Regions from separate parts of the Oryctolagus cuniculus genome. Here region 2 is linked to region 1. A link is a contact called in public Micro-C data. All regions are on one chromosome and are shown on one strand. The core of a region is the stretch at or near the end of the contact, and the rest is flanking DNA. Distances in the headings are between cores, read along the strand shown. Region 1 has its middle 94 kb from the start of SLC25A26. Region 2 holds the start of MAGI1 (membrane associated guanylate kinase, WW and PDZ domain containing 1).

Region 1 (6,748 bases), core at 3,055-5,554:
CTCTTATATATATGTGTGTGTGTGTGTGTGTGTGTGTGTATTGACTTGTCTTATTGACTGTCTTTGATTATGGAAAATAATTCTGATTTGCACTTACAGTAATAGCACTAAACCTATTTTAAAATGAATTTCAGTTGAAGGCATTTGGCCCAGACGCTAAGAAGTGCCTTGGGACAGCCGCATGTCATATGAAAATGCCTGTATTCATGTCCCAGCTCTGCTTCCATATCAGCTTGCTAACGTGCACCCTGGGGGGCAGAAGGTGATGAATCAGTTTGCTGGGTTCCTGCTGCACATGTGGGAGACTGAGTGCTGGGCTCCTGGCCTCGGTCTGGCCCAGCCCCAGCCATTGCAGGCATCAGGAGAGTGAATCGGCATCTAGGTCTGTCTCTGTCTCTTTGTCTCTCTTTCAGATAAAAATCAATAAATAAATACTTTGAAAAAAAAATCAGTGAGATAAAGTATATAAATTAATTCTTATATAGCTCAGATAATAGTTATGAGCAAAGAAATATCAAAAATCATGACTCTTGCCGGAGCCGCGGCTCTCTAGGTTAATCCTCCACCTTGCGGCGCCGGCACACTGGGTTCTAGTCCCGGTCGGGGCGCCGGATTCTGTCCCGGTTGCCCCTCTTCCAGGCCAGCTCTCTGCTATGGCCAGGGAGTGCAGTGGAGGATGGCCCAGGTGCTTGGGCCCTGCACCCCATGGGAGACCAGGAGAAGCACCTGGCTCCTGCCATCGGATCAGTGCGGTGTGCCAGCCATGGCGGCCATTGGAGGGTGAACCAACGGCAAAGGAAGACCTTTCTCTCTGTCTATCTCACTGTCCACTCTGCCTGTCAAAAAAAAAAAAATTTAAAAAAAAAAAAAAAATCATGACTCTCAGATGGCTCAAAATTGGGGAAAGGGAAATGTCTTGAAAGTCAAAGTGTAGGGGCCAGCACCGTGGTGTAGTGGGTTAAGCCTCTGCCTGCAGTGCCACCATCCCATATGGGCTCTGGTTCAAGTCCTGGCTGCCCCTCTTCCTATCCATCTCCCTGCTGTGGCCAGCTGTGTCTGTTGCGGCCATTTGGTGAGTGAACTAGCGGATGGACGACCTTTCTCTCTGTCTCTCCCTCTCTCTCTGTAACTCTGCCTCTCAAATAATCAGTTGTGTAATAGTTAAGTGGCCCCTGGTCACTTACGTGTGTGTATAACTGAGGGTGCGGCTCCCTACCACTGGGCCTATGGTTTGAATGTGCCTCCTTAGCATTTATATGCTGAAACCTCATCACCAGTGTGCCCCTGCACAGTGCTTTCAGGGCAGCCTGCCTCCTTAGGGACCAGTTTATTTGTCCTGCTGTTGTGATTGCAAATGAGCCTCTTATTCAGCCTGGCTCACTGACTTGAGGCAGTGGTGCAGCTGGCCCTACAGGCTCCCTAATCACGTGACTAAGGAGATCCTTTATCTGCTCTGTACATCATGTCTTGATGGTCATTCTTGTCTTGAGGGCTTTTCCCCCCAGGAACTCCCGCCCCAAGCAAACAGTAACAGGCACCTGCACATAGTCCCTACATTGACTGGAGGCCCCTTGTACCATTGTCAAAATTCCCTCCCGATCATGTTATTGATGACCAATCGAAAGAGGGCCCCTGTCATTGCAGACCAACCCAGAACTTGGACTCTAGCTAAGCATGCACCTCTCAGGCCCAACCTCAATGGATTAGAACCCTCACCCATTAGGTGCCGCACCCTTGTGTTGGCTCTTTTGTTTTATCTCCGAGCAAGCCATACAGGATAAAGGATTGCAAAATCAGGTCTTTAGATGGGTTTTGTCTCTGTCTTGTAACTGAATGTCAATGTGATTGTCAAGTTTTTTTTTTTTTCCCCAAAATTGTGCTAAAAATCCCCAGTGCTTTGGGGCCCTTCAGGTTTTTCCTCACTTGGAAGCCCGCTCCATGCCACCTGGCTGGAGGTCTCTGACTCTAATAACTCTCGCTTTTCCATCTCTCTGCTTGCCCACTTAGAAACTCTTCTTCCATGTGAGAGAGACAACCGGGGTAATAACAATCTCTTCGCCAATGCTTCACCTGTAACAGAACCAGCAGATGGAAGATCTGTCTCCTCTTTGTCTCTCTGCCTTTCCAATAAATATAAATAAACAATTCTTAAAAAAAAAAAAAAAAAAAAAAAAAGCCCTCACTCCCCCACCTCTCTGGGAGAGTGAGGGCTTTTTATCCTGATAGCAGGATAGACAGGATTACCAATCCCACTCCTCTGATTTTTTTTTTTTTTAATTTTTTGACAGGCAGAGTGGACAGTGAGAGAGAGAGAGAGAGAGAGAGAGAGAAAGGTCTTCCTTTTCCGTTGGTTCACCCCTCAATGGCCGCTGCGGCTGGCGCACCACACTGATCCGAATCCAGGAGCCAGGTGCTTCTCCAGGTCTCCCATGTGGGTGCAGGGCCCAAGCACTTGGGCCATCCTCCACTGCACTGCTGGGCCACAGCAGAGAGCTGGCCTGGAAGAGGAGCAACCGGGACAGAATCGGGCACCCCGAATGGGACTAGAACCCGGTGTGCCGGCGCCGCTAGGCGGAGGATTAGCCTATTGAGCTACAGCGGCGCCGGCCTGATTGGTTGTTAATCCAGCCCTCTCTTTGGTTATTAGCTGCTATTCTGCCTCTCCACTGATTGATTAAATCTAAGTTCCCACTTTTGTACATAAAAATAGCCAGGCTTCCCAGAGCAGTTCTTCCCTTAGAGCCCCACTCCTGACTGCTGTAGCAAGAGGTTTCTCACTTAAAATCTTGCTTTGGTCACTATCCACATGGATATTCTTCAACTGAGATCACCTTTGTCATCCCGTAACACTGGTTCTGCTTCCCATTCCAGCCTCCTACCAATGTGTACTGGGAGGTGACAGGTGATAGCACAAGTATTTGAGTCCTTGCCACTCATTTGGGAGAACTGGATTGAATTTCAAGCTCCTGGCTTCAGCCTGGCACAGTTCTGATTGTTGTGCACAACTGGGGAGTGAATCAGTGATGCAAGCTTGCTTGCTCTCTCTCATCTGTCTCTGTTCTCTGCTTTTCAAACAAATAAAACATATACAGAAAAGTTTGAAAAGTAAATATTGCATGTGATCCCATAAAATATATACATTTATAGCCTTTCATTTTTCCCTACAATGATCAAAGCTATATATCCCCAATATTTACATTATATATATTGAGTATGTTCAGTATATATATTTGGAGTAGAGAAATATATGGGTATTTCCCAAAGTTTGTGGAAAATTTGATTAAAAGATTAGTTTATTTTGATGCCAGAATACTTGAAGTTCATGCACATAAGGAAGCAATAAAAAATATCATCCTTCACGTCTGAGACCCCTTTTTACACATCACACTCTGGAGCAATCACTCGTGATTTGAAAATATGTCTATTCTTATTTCTCTATGATTTAAAAAAATCCTGGAGCAGAAATGTAGCCTGGTTGTTAAAGTGCTGGTTAAGATGTGCATCCTACATGGGAGTATCTGGGTTCAGGGCAGTGCTCTGGCTCCTAACTCTCGCACCCTGGGAGGAAGCAGATGATAATAGCTCTAGGCATGGGGCTCCTGCCACCCGTATGGGAACCCTGGATTGAGTCCCCAGCTGCTAACTGTGGCATGTATTTGGGGAGTGAACCGGTAGACGGGAGTGAACTCTCTCTCTTTCCCTCTGGGTGTCTCTCTCTGTTTCTTCATCTCTCAATTAATAAAATTTTTTAAACACTTGAGATCCTACTGTATAAACATTTGCAATCTGTTATTTTCATTTAACAATCAATCATAAGCGTTTTTACTTGGCTGACAAAATTCTCCTATTCTCGTGGATTTCAGTGTTTTACCCACAAGGAGTCCCTCCTTCCCTGTCACTGATTATGGGATCTGCCAAGGGAAAATCAAGGTGTGAAGTCGTCAATTAAAATATTTCCAAATGCCCGTTCTGAGTGGGAGGGTATATACTCACGTGTGCCTTGTGCCTTGGGAGTGAGCTGGGCAAGAATGCTGGGCGGTCAGCGTAGGGAAAGAGAGGGAGCTGGACAGAAGGGGACAGAGAGGAGGCTTGGGACAGAGAGGTTCACGGTCATGAACCAGATGGGCAGATCCCTGATAATGGAACTGGGTTCCTTGGAACCCACCCATTAATCTTGGGCTCCCTCTGCTGGCACTGCGGAGAACACTCACGCACCAATAACCTGAACAGACCTGAGTCCATTGAAATCGCGTGAGATAGAGTCACCGTTTCTGTGATTTCTCTAAGATCAAACTGTACATCCACATTGGTGGGTTGACAGGCTGTGCTTATTGAGTTGAAACAGATTGGAAGCCTTGCCTGTGCCGCCTACCCTCCTCCCCTGCCCCAGGGGAGTGAAATACTGGACGTCTCAGCTTGCTTTTGCAAGACTCTTGGCATTCTCTGCCAGACCGAGGGTGAGCTTGTGTCTTAACTGTGTCTTGTTGCAATTTTCCTCTCCTGTCTCACCTGTGCCACCCCACCCCACCCCAGAGCCCCACCGTTTGCTGGTGCCATTTGTGAACAAAAGCGAAATGGTGAAACTTGCCTTGGCTTTGTAAAACAGACTTCCATGGGCTTCTCTAATTATACAGCCTCTTATTTCCCCATTTGTGCTTAATTCAAAGCTGTAAAAAGCTTTTCAAAATAGGTGCGCACTCTGCTTGACAGTTGTGAGAAAACAACAACCCCAATAAAGAGAAAGCAACTCACATTTGCCATTTCCTTTTCCATAATTTATGATTTAGTTCCCCCACCCCCACCCCGGCCCCCATCAGGAGAGAAGAATTTCTTTGGGAATGATTTTCTTTTAATAGCACCATCTGAAGCAGCAAACATCTCTTCTGCCGTCGCCAGAAATCCTTGCCTCCCAAACAGTGGCTGAAGATTGAATTAAGGTTTGGAGGGAGGCTGCCTGAGTCCCATAAATAAACAATGAGGGCTCTGGCCATTTCATTACAGAACTTAAATAAGCAGTGCAGATGGTGGGCTGCAGCGTTACACATGCATAACCTACTTAAGACTGGACGTTAGAGGGTCAGGAGCGTTCATGTACTCCTCGTGCCATTTATTTACTCTACTTGGGTTACTTCTTTGACACCAAGCTGTGGGTCAGGCAAATTACTGCAGGCAGTAATGCAGACAGATGAGAGGATAAGGGCATTGCTGAGTGATGCGAGGACAAATACTAAAGGAGCTTAAGGATTTATGGCCCTGAGCTTAACCTCAGAGATGTTGCTGTTGATCCTTCTCATGCAGTTGCAAAGGAGCAAAAAATATTAAATCCGTTTAAGTACACTCAGAAAGGTGATTAATTCATTAGCTGATTAGCTCATGTAACTGAGAAGTTCTGAGCTTTAGGGAGATGTGGTTCTAGATACTCTGGGAGGGTGATCAGGTGTACTCTATTCCTTCTTGCCTCTCTCCCTCCCTCTCCTTTCTTTTTAAGTTTTGTTTACTTGCTTGAATGGGGGGGGGGAGGTGGGGGAGCACGAGTGAGCAACCTTCCATCCACTGGTTCTCGTCCCACAACAACCAAATCTGTGCCAGGCCAAAGCTGGCAGCCCAGAATCCCATCCAGATCTCCCACATCGATGGCAGGGACTAAGTTACTTGAGCCACCACCTGCTCCCTTCCCTAATGCACAGTAGCTGGAAGCTGAATCAGAAGCAAGGTGGGGACTCGCACCCAGGTCCTCCAGTGATGGATGCAGGTGTCCCGAGTGGTGTCATAACTCTGAGCCAAATGACTAACCAAGATGTGTGGGTTTTTTGGAACCACAGGTTCTGTGTAGAGTCAAGAACCTGTCCTGTGGGTTGCAGTGCTGGGGGGTGGGGCGGGGCAATGGAGATGGCACCTGCAAAAGAGCTGTGTCAGGAGAATGGCTCCACAAAGGAAAGTCTACATACTGTTAGTGAAGAAGGGGACGTGATGCCAAGAAGCAGAAAGGGGGTGGCTGGTTCTTCAGCCAAAGCAGCTGAGAAAGGTGTATTTGTGAGACCCTTCCACTGAGGTCAGGTGACGCACAGGATGGCCCCTGTGGAAACACTCGAGAATGTTCTCTCAAGTCTGTTCCCCTGCAGGTATTTTCATTTCCCAGTTACATTTATAGCAGGCTGAGCTCGCAAGTGTTCTTCGAAAGCAAAAACAGTATTACAGGTACCCACCTTTTATTTCTCCACTGGTACTGCTCAATGCTGCCAGGTTTACATTTCCCATTTTCTCCTCTGAGAGAGCAAAGTCTTATTGTACAACAACTTCAAAAAATTCACAGAAAATTCATATTATGAAGAAACTATGAGAGCAGGCATTTGGCACAGTGGCCAAGACATCCCTTGGAATATGTCCATCCCATATCAGAGTGCCTGGTTCAAGTCCTGGTCCTCTGCTTCTGATCCAGCTTCCCACTAACATGTGGCCTGGGAGGCAGCAGACAATGGATCATGTCCTCTGGTCCCTGCCAGCCATGTGGACTGTCTTCCAGGCTCCTGTTTTGGCCTGGCCCAGTCCTGGCTGTTGTAGCAGATGGAAGACATCTGTCTGTCTATGTATCTATCTATCCATCTATCAATCCATTTATCATCTATCTATTACCTATCTTTTTCTGCCTTTCCAGTAAAGTGAAAATAAATAAAAATATTTTTTAAGGTGACAAAACCTTTCATTTAAAAAGAGAGGAAGTTATGCATGGGTTTCAAAGTTTTTTGCA
Region 2 (6,748 bases), core at 2,776-5,275, 110 kb before region 1:
TCTTTCTCCCTCTCTCTTTCTTTCCTCCTTCCCTCTGTCATTGTCTTTCAAATAAACACAACCTTTTAAAAATAAAATAAACACCTCAATCCAATAGATCCATTTAGTTTGACTCCTTCACAATGCAATCCTGCTTCATATAATACCATTTGCTACAGACTATTTTGGTCCATGCATCTTTCCAGAGAAAGGAAATAGAAACAGCACAGTGTACTCCCACAAGACCTTTCCATACAGTCCCCAGAGAGAGCTGTGTCCCTGTGATCGGCTAGCTCGGGTGCAGACAACACAGGGGTAACACTCTTCTTTTCCACACATCAAGTAAGAGCCGGCCTAATATGATTAAGACACGATAGAGACACAGCAAGAGCAATTCTGCCCTGTAACTTAAATCATATTTCCAGTCAGAAAGAAGGAAGCAGAAAAGCTGGGTGAAACGGCTTAGGCCATCTTTACATCAGAAGAGCTAAGTGCACCTGCGTGGTTACTACATGAAATTGCTTTCATAGTGCAGTGGATCCCAGGCCACTCAACTTTCCAAATCGTCCTCCTTCCTATTCCATTCCAAGTAGAGTCTCAGTGTCTCTCTCTCTCCCTCTCTCTCTCTCTCACACACACACACATACACACACACACACACACACACACACACCTGTGCCTGGTATGAACATTCCTGTGCCCACTGAATAGTCCTGGGTGGGGCCTAAGGCCTTAACCTACTGGGTTAAGCCACCAGTTACCAGTTCAAGTCCCGGCTGCTCCATTTCCAATCTGGCTCCCCACTGATGTATCTGGGAAAGCAGTGGAGGATGGCCCAAGCGCTTGGTCCCTGCCACACATTTGGCAGGGGAGATACAAAAGAAGCTCCTGGCTCCTGAATTTGGTTTTGCCCAGCCCTGACCATTGTGACCATCTAGGGAAAGACCTAGCAGATCTCTCGCTCTTTCCCTCTCTCTCTCTGTAACCTTCAAACTAAAAAAATTCTTTAAAAAAAAAAAAAATGGTCTTGGGTGAAGGGAATTAACCCTGGAGACACCACAGAGTCCTTCCAAACCAGAGGCATCGGGATCCAAACCCACGTGGTTAACTCACCAACTCTTTCAAGCACCATGGAGGAGGCAGCCCTGAGACAGTAGCCCCCAGCTCTTTGATCACTGGTAGGAGATTCAGCCATGCACGGAACCTTGCACGCTGCAAGCAAACTTCCACTCAAGGCCCATTAGGCAACCTCAGGAGATGAGCAGGTCCCCCAACCCCGACCGCCTTCCCTCCTCCCTTTTTCTCCCAAACCACCTGACCTGCAGTAGCACCCGTCAAATCCCATGATCCAGTATTTTCTCTGTAGCGCTAGCAAGTCAAAATCATCGCTCCTGACACTAAAAGCTAAGCCTCAGAAATAAATAAGTGCTCAAATGTCACCCAGACATAGCAATGGCAGCTAATTTTTACTGAGCACTTACTAGGTACGGGCACTATTCTGCACACTTGGCACATATTAAGCTTGCATAACACAGATAGGGAAGCCAGTTTACAGCTAAGGACTCCCTGGCAGGAGAGGCATGCTGTAGGACCTCAAAGCCCGGGGCAGCGTGCAATGAATGGGGCACATTCTCTGCCTGCTTCTGTGGAAATGAAGAAATAAGGACCTAACTCCCAGTTCAGGGTTAAGTTTAAAAAAAAAAAAAAAAAAAGCACAAGGCACACATTAAGGGAATTCAGAGGATGAAGAATTTGTTCATCCTGGCAGGATGCTGGAGGGCTTCCTGGAGGAAGCATTCAAGCGGAGGCTGAGGATACCAACGGAAAGAGCTTTCCAAGGCTGAGTGACAGCCTCTCGGCTCTCAAAGCGACCAAAAGGCCAAGCTGTTTCCCCTGCCCCCTCCCCCATTTCATCTGGAACAAGTCTGTTTCCAAGAGGGGACCAGCCCAGCCCAGCCCAGCCCAGGCTCCTTTCCTGTGACACATTCCTCCAGCTGCCGCCTGTCCTTATGGAAACATATGGGAACTTTTCACCACGTTCAGCCCCACCACCTCCTTCCGTGCCTTCCTGGGGAGACTCTGCAGTCACGGCACTTGATGGCTCCAGGCACCCTTCAAAGGGCCCCAGTCACCTGTGTTGGGCACATTCAGGGACAGGGAAGGGCCCTACCACCAACAGCAGCCCACTGTACACACTTGCTGTGGGGTGGGGGAATGTGCTTCCTACCCCTCCCTCACCAATCACCTCTCCCCAAACTCCTTGGTCCTCAGTCTTCTGGTTCTGCAGTGAGCTTCAAACCCTCCCTTCTGGTCCCTGCGTCACCCTGGACAAGTCACTTAACCAGTATCAGTGCCGGTTTCCTTATCTGCAGTATGAGCTTTATAGGAGCAACTCAGAACTGTGAATCAGAGTGGGACACTGCAGGTCAAGCATTGCACCCGGAGCCGGACAGGGAGTAAGCTACACACGTAGAGCAGCCCCGCACTCCTGTCATCCGTAGTGCCCTCGGCGGACTTGGCAGCAGGGTAAACACAGACTGGACCGGAGCTCAGGGCGCAGCGTCCCTCCCCCACGGCAGCCCAAGCCTGTGGTGCGGCCACACCGTGGAGACAGCACGCGTCATCAGCGGAGAGGTGGTGAATGCAGCTTCCAAGGCGGCCAGCCTAGGGACCGCAGGGCGCTCACCGCCCGCCCACCTGGAGTTTCTGGCGAAGGGAGGCCCACATTCCCATGGGAGATCCAACATAACCATAACCATAACCATAACCATAACCCTGGCCGGCAGACCCACTCGCCAGGTCTGGACACTGAGTGTTGGCAAACGCCCGCGGGCAGCGGCGCGCTCTGCATGGAAGCCCCGGAGGGCCCGGGGAGCGCCCACCTTCAGTCCGGCGTGGGGGCAGAGGCGGGGAGGCTTCGCCGCTCCTGGGCGCTGGGTAACAGCTCCGCAAGCCCGGGCTGGGGCAACGTCTCCCCGCTGCCCTGCGCAGACCCAGCGCCCCCTTCCCAACGCAGGTGGGCCAACAACCCGCACCGTCGCCACAACTTTTCACCCTCACAGGGCGTGCGGCCTCGACTGCTCCCCCTCGGCGGCGCTCGGGAAGAGAAAGGCGGGAAAGCCAAGGGGTAGGGGGCAGGGGGCGCCCCCAGCCAAGGGCGCGCCCCGTCTTACCTGGTCTGACGGCCTTGAAGGTGACGGCCTCCTTACAGCTGTCGAGAACTCCGAGCACGTCATAGCGGGGCAAGCCGGACACCCGGACCCCCTGCACCTCCAAAAGCAGCTCGCCTTCGCCCAGCCTCGGGCCCTCGCCGCCGCCGGGCAGCCCCGCCGCCTCGGCCGCCGCCGCTCCCACGTACGGAAACTCCCCGTTCTCGGCGCCCCCCAGCACCGTCACCCCCAGCTCGCCCTGGGGTCCACGTCTCACGGTGCACTCGTGAACCCGGCTCGTCCAGTGGTTCTTCTTCTGAATCACTTTCGACATGATGCGTTACGACCCTCCTCCCCCACCCCACCCCCCCAAGGAAAAAAATAATAATAATGAGAAGTAAACCCGAAGACAGGTGCGCCCCCCACCAGCACGGCCGAAGCCTCCAGGGGTGCGCGGGCTTTCACGGGAGGCACATCTGTCCCCCCAAAGAGCCACACGGGAGCGGGAAACTTAGCAGGCTCGCTCCCCGCAAGCGCTCGCGCGCTCAAGCCATCACCCAACAAACTTTCCGGGCTTCCTCGCGAGCCCCGCACGCGCGCCCGCCAGCTTTGTTTGCATGCCGGTGCCTCCCGGGAGCACGTTCCGACGCCCGCCCGTGCGCTCCCGGGTCAGAGTCCACTCTGCGCCGCTTGGCTTTTTTTTTTTTTTTTTTCTCTCCCCCTTGCTTCCTTCCTTTCTTTCTTGCCTTTTGGAAATGTGCTGTGTCCTCTCTCTGCCTCCCGCCTGGCTCGCCTCTCCTCGCCGGCGGGCGGGCTGTTCCTGAAGACGAGGGAAGCCCTTCCAGCCAGTTGCTGGGAGCCCGGGAGACGCGGTTGCGGGGCGGGGGTGGAGGCGACCGGAGGGAAGTGCCCGCGGCCCCTTTAAGCAGATACAAAGGCTCGGCTTGTTTTGTTACAGTTCATTCTATTCCGCGCCGCGGAGCGCAGCGGCCGGCCAGGGGAGACGCGCGCGCATGCGCCCCGCGGCCGCCTGCCGGCCCGGACGCCCCACCCCTCCTCCCCAGAGGCAGCGATTCCAGCGTGCCGCCCGCTGGGTCCTAAAGCCGACCCCGCGGGCTGCCCTATCCCGAGTGCGCCGTCGCGTTCCTCTTTTTCTTTTCTTCCAAAGCTCCCGACGCCACAGGTCCCTTTGGGAGCTTAAGGGCCTCGCACAGGTTTCATTCCCACTGTCTGCAACTTCAAGAACTTGGGCATTTTAAAGCCATCGCAAACAGGTCGGGGTTGGGGAGGCTCGCACGCCCGCCCTCGCCCGGCCTGAGCCGCCCTCGGCCAGTGGCTGGCCAAGCTGTCGGTCACGCAGCTGGCCTGCCCGCGGCCACCTTGCCGCCTTGCCTCCTGGAACCTCCAGGACCTGTCCCCAGGCGCGCGTCTGCTGCCCGCCTGCCCTGCGCCCGCGGCGTCCTGCCGGTGTCCCTGTGTCCCAGGGGAGCTCCTGGACATTGCATTCCCCCGGGCCCATAACAGACATCCCGTTGCGGGTCACGCGTCCCCCTGCTCCAAAACACATGCGCGCGCGTAAAGTTAAAACTTGGGGGCCAACTTTTTGGGACGCAGAAAAAACTATAGATGAGGAGAGGGCAGCCAGAAAGCGTGGATGATCTTCAACCTAAGACCAGCGCGACGGACAACCCTAGAGCAGCTCACGGGGCGGCGATAAGGTGCACCGGCGCTCAGGGCTCAGGGCTCGGGGAACAGCTCGGAACCCGCAGCCCCGGGGTCGCAGCCGCACCGCGCTGGGTAGAGAGGCCGTCAGTCCCGGGGAGTCCTGTGCCGGAGCCTGGAAGTGGCCCTGGCCAAATGCGCCCCACTCCGGGCTGCGAGGTGTCTTCCCAGCAACTAATTTTTTCCTCGCTGATTTATAAGATGTTTGCTCATCTTTGGTCACAGAAAAGAGTCCAAGAAAGAAGGGAGATGACTTTTGAAGCGACTCGGATGGGCTGCTGCAACGGTGAAGGTGGACAGCTGGGCTCTGGGTTGAGGTTCCCCCTGGCGCACCTAGGTGTGACCTTTAGCGGGTACCCCGCGACCTCTCAGGGTCTACACTTCTGCACAGTTAAAGGGGTCCGTGTAACAGTACGTCACCGCGGTCTTGGGAGAATTCCATGGAGAACGCCTGTAGAGTGAATGCTAATGAAGTGGCGTTGAATAAAACTTTAACAGGATTGGGAGCCGCAGTATTAGTGTTTCGAAAAAGAAGTAGGAAATCATTTGGGATTTTGGATTAAGTGGTGATGATAATTCATCCTTTACTTTCTACAATTTGAGAACTAGGAGAATACATTTCGATGTACTTTTAAGCACGATTTGTAGGATGCTGAGCTAATAAAAATGAGATGAGCTGTTGGTACAGCGTTTTGACACCTGGCTTGGGTCTCCAACATCCCTATCACTGTGCCTGCATGGGGCCCCAACTCCGTTTCCAATTCTGCTTCCAGATTCCTGCTAATGTGCACCCTGGTAGGCTGTAGGTAATGGCTCAAGTACTTGGGTCTCTGCACCAGCTTCCTGGCTTCCCAGGCCCAAGTGAACCAGTCGCCAATTGGAGCTCTCTCTCCCTCACTCTCTCAAATAATTTTTTAAACTAAAAATGCTTCTCTCTTGGGATATCCAGATCTGAAAATGCCATTGCCTTGTATTTTCCATGACCCTTCTTGGTCAGAGGAACTTCATCTCAGCCTCAGTTTTGGAAACAATCTATCTCAATCCTGATGGATGAAAATTAGCAGGGACTTCAAAACATGGATTCCCAAACCCAATCCCAAATCCAGCCACTCTGAGGCCCGAGGATGAGCAATGCCATCTAGACATTGGAGGTCGTGCTTAGATGCTTATAAATTTAGTATCTCAATTCCTGAGCTTTTCCTTTTCTTAAAGTTCTTATAATTTGTTTATTCTTGAGAGAGAGATGAGGAAGGAGAGTTTCCCTCCTCTGGTTCACTTGCCCCAAGGCACACAATGGCCTAGGGTGGGCCATTCTGGGAACTTAATCCAGGTCCGTCACATGGGCGGCACACACCCAAGCATTTAGGCCATGATGGCTGCCTCACAGGGCAGCTGGACTCAGAAGCAGAGTTGAATCAGTGAAAGTTCTGCACCTATACAGGATGTGGGTGTTCCAATTAATGTCCTTTTTTTAAAGGTTTATTACACAGAGAGAAGAGAGGCAGAGAGAGAGACAGACAGAGGTCTTCCATCCACTGGTTCACTCCCCAATTGGCCGCACGGCCAAAGCTGCACCAATCCGAAGCCAGGAGCCAGGAGATTATTCTGGGTCTCCCACGGGGTGCAGGGGCCCAAGGACTTGGGCTTTCTTCTACTGCTTTCCCAGGCCATAGCAGAGAGCGGGATCGGAAGAGGAGCAGGCAGGTTTTGAACTGGTGCACACATGGGATGCTGGCGCTTCGGGCCAGGGCGTTAACCCGCTATGCCGAAGCACCGCCCTCCCCCCCAGTTAATGTCTTTTTTTTTTTTTTTTTTTTTTGAGAAGCAGAGTGAACAGTGAGAGAGTCAGAGAGAAAGGTCTTTCCTTTTGCTGTTGGTTCACCCTCCAATGGCTGCCG

Evidence for each region. A called contact is a pair of places that touch in the nucleus more often than the background predicts.
Region 2: a contact with region 1 is called in a Micro-C map of ear pinna, with 11 times the contacts expected there. The contact joins the promoter of MAGI1 here to the enhancer-like site in region 1. A contact is called at or near these places in 3 of 6 Hi-C or Micro-C datasets (ear pinna, liver and an unstated tissue).

What each region holds. Positions count from the first base shown.
Region 1 is chr10:83,434,662-83,441,409 of mOryCun1.1, reverse strand. No RefSeq gene overlaps it. Among named protein-coding and RNA genes, the nearest start is that of SLC25A26, 94 kb to the right of the region's middle. Within about 2 kb of position 4,304, at least 1 of the 8 cell types and tissues checked has an H3K27ac peak or open chromatin away from gene starts, as enhancers often do.
Region 2 is chr10:83,541,318-83,548,065 of mOryCun1.1, reverse strand. It overlaps MAGI1 (membrane associated guanylate kinase, WW and PDZ domain containing 1), which reads right to left and starts at 4,025. Exons shown (of 23, transcript XM_070050626.1): 1 at 3,153-4,025. The coding sequence starts at 3,462.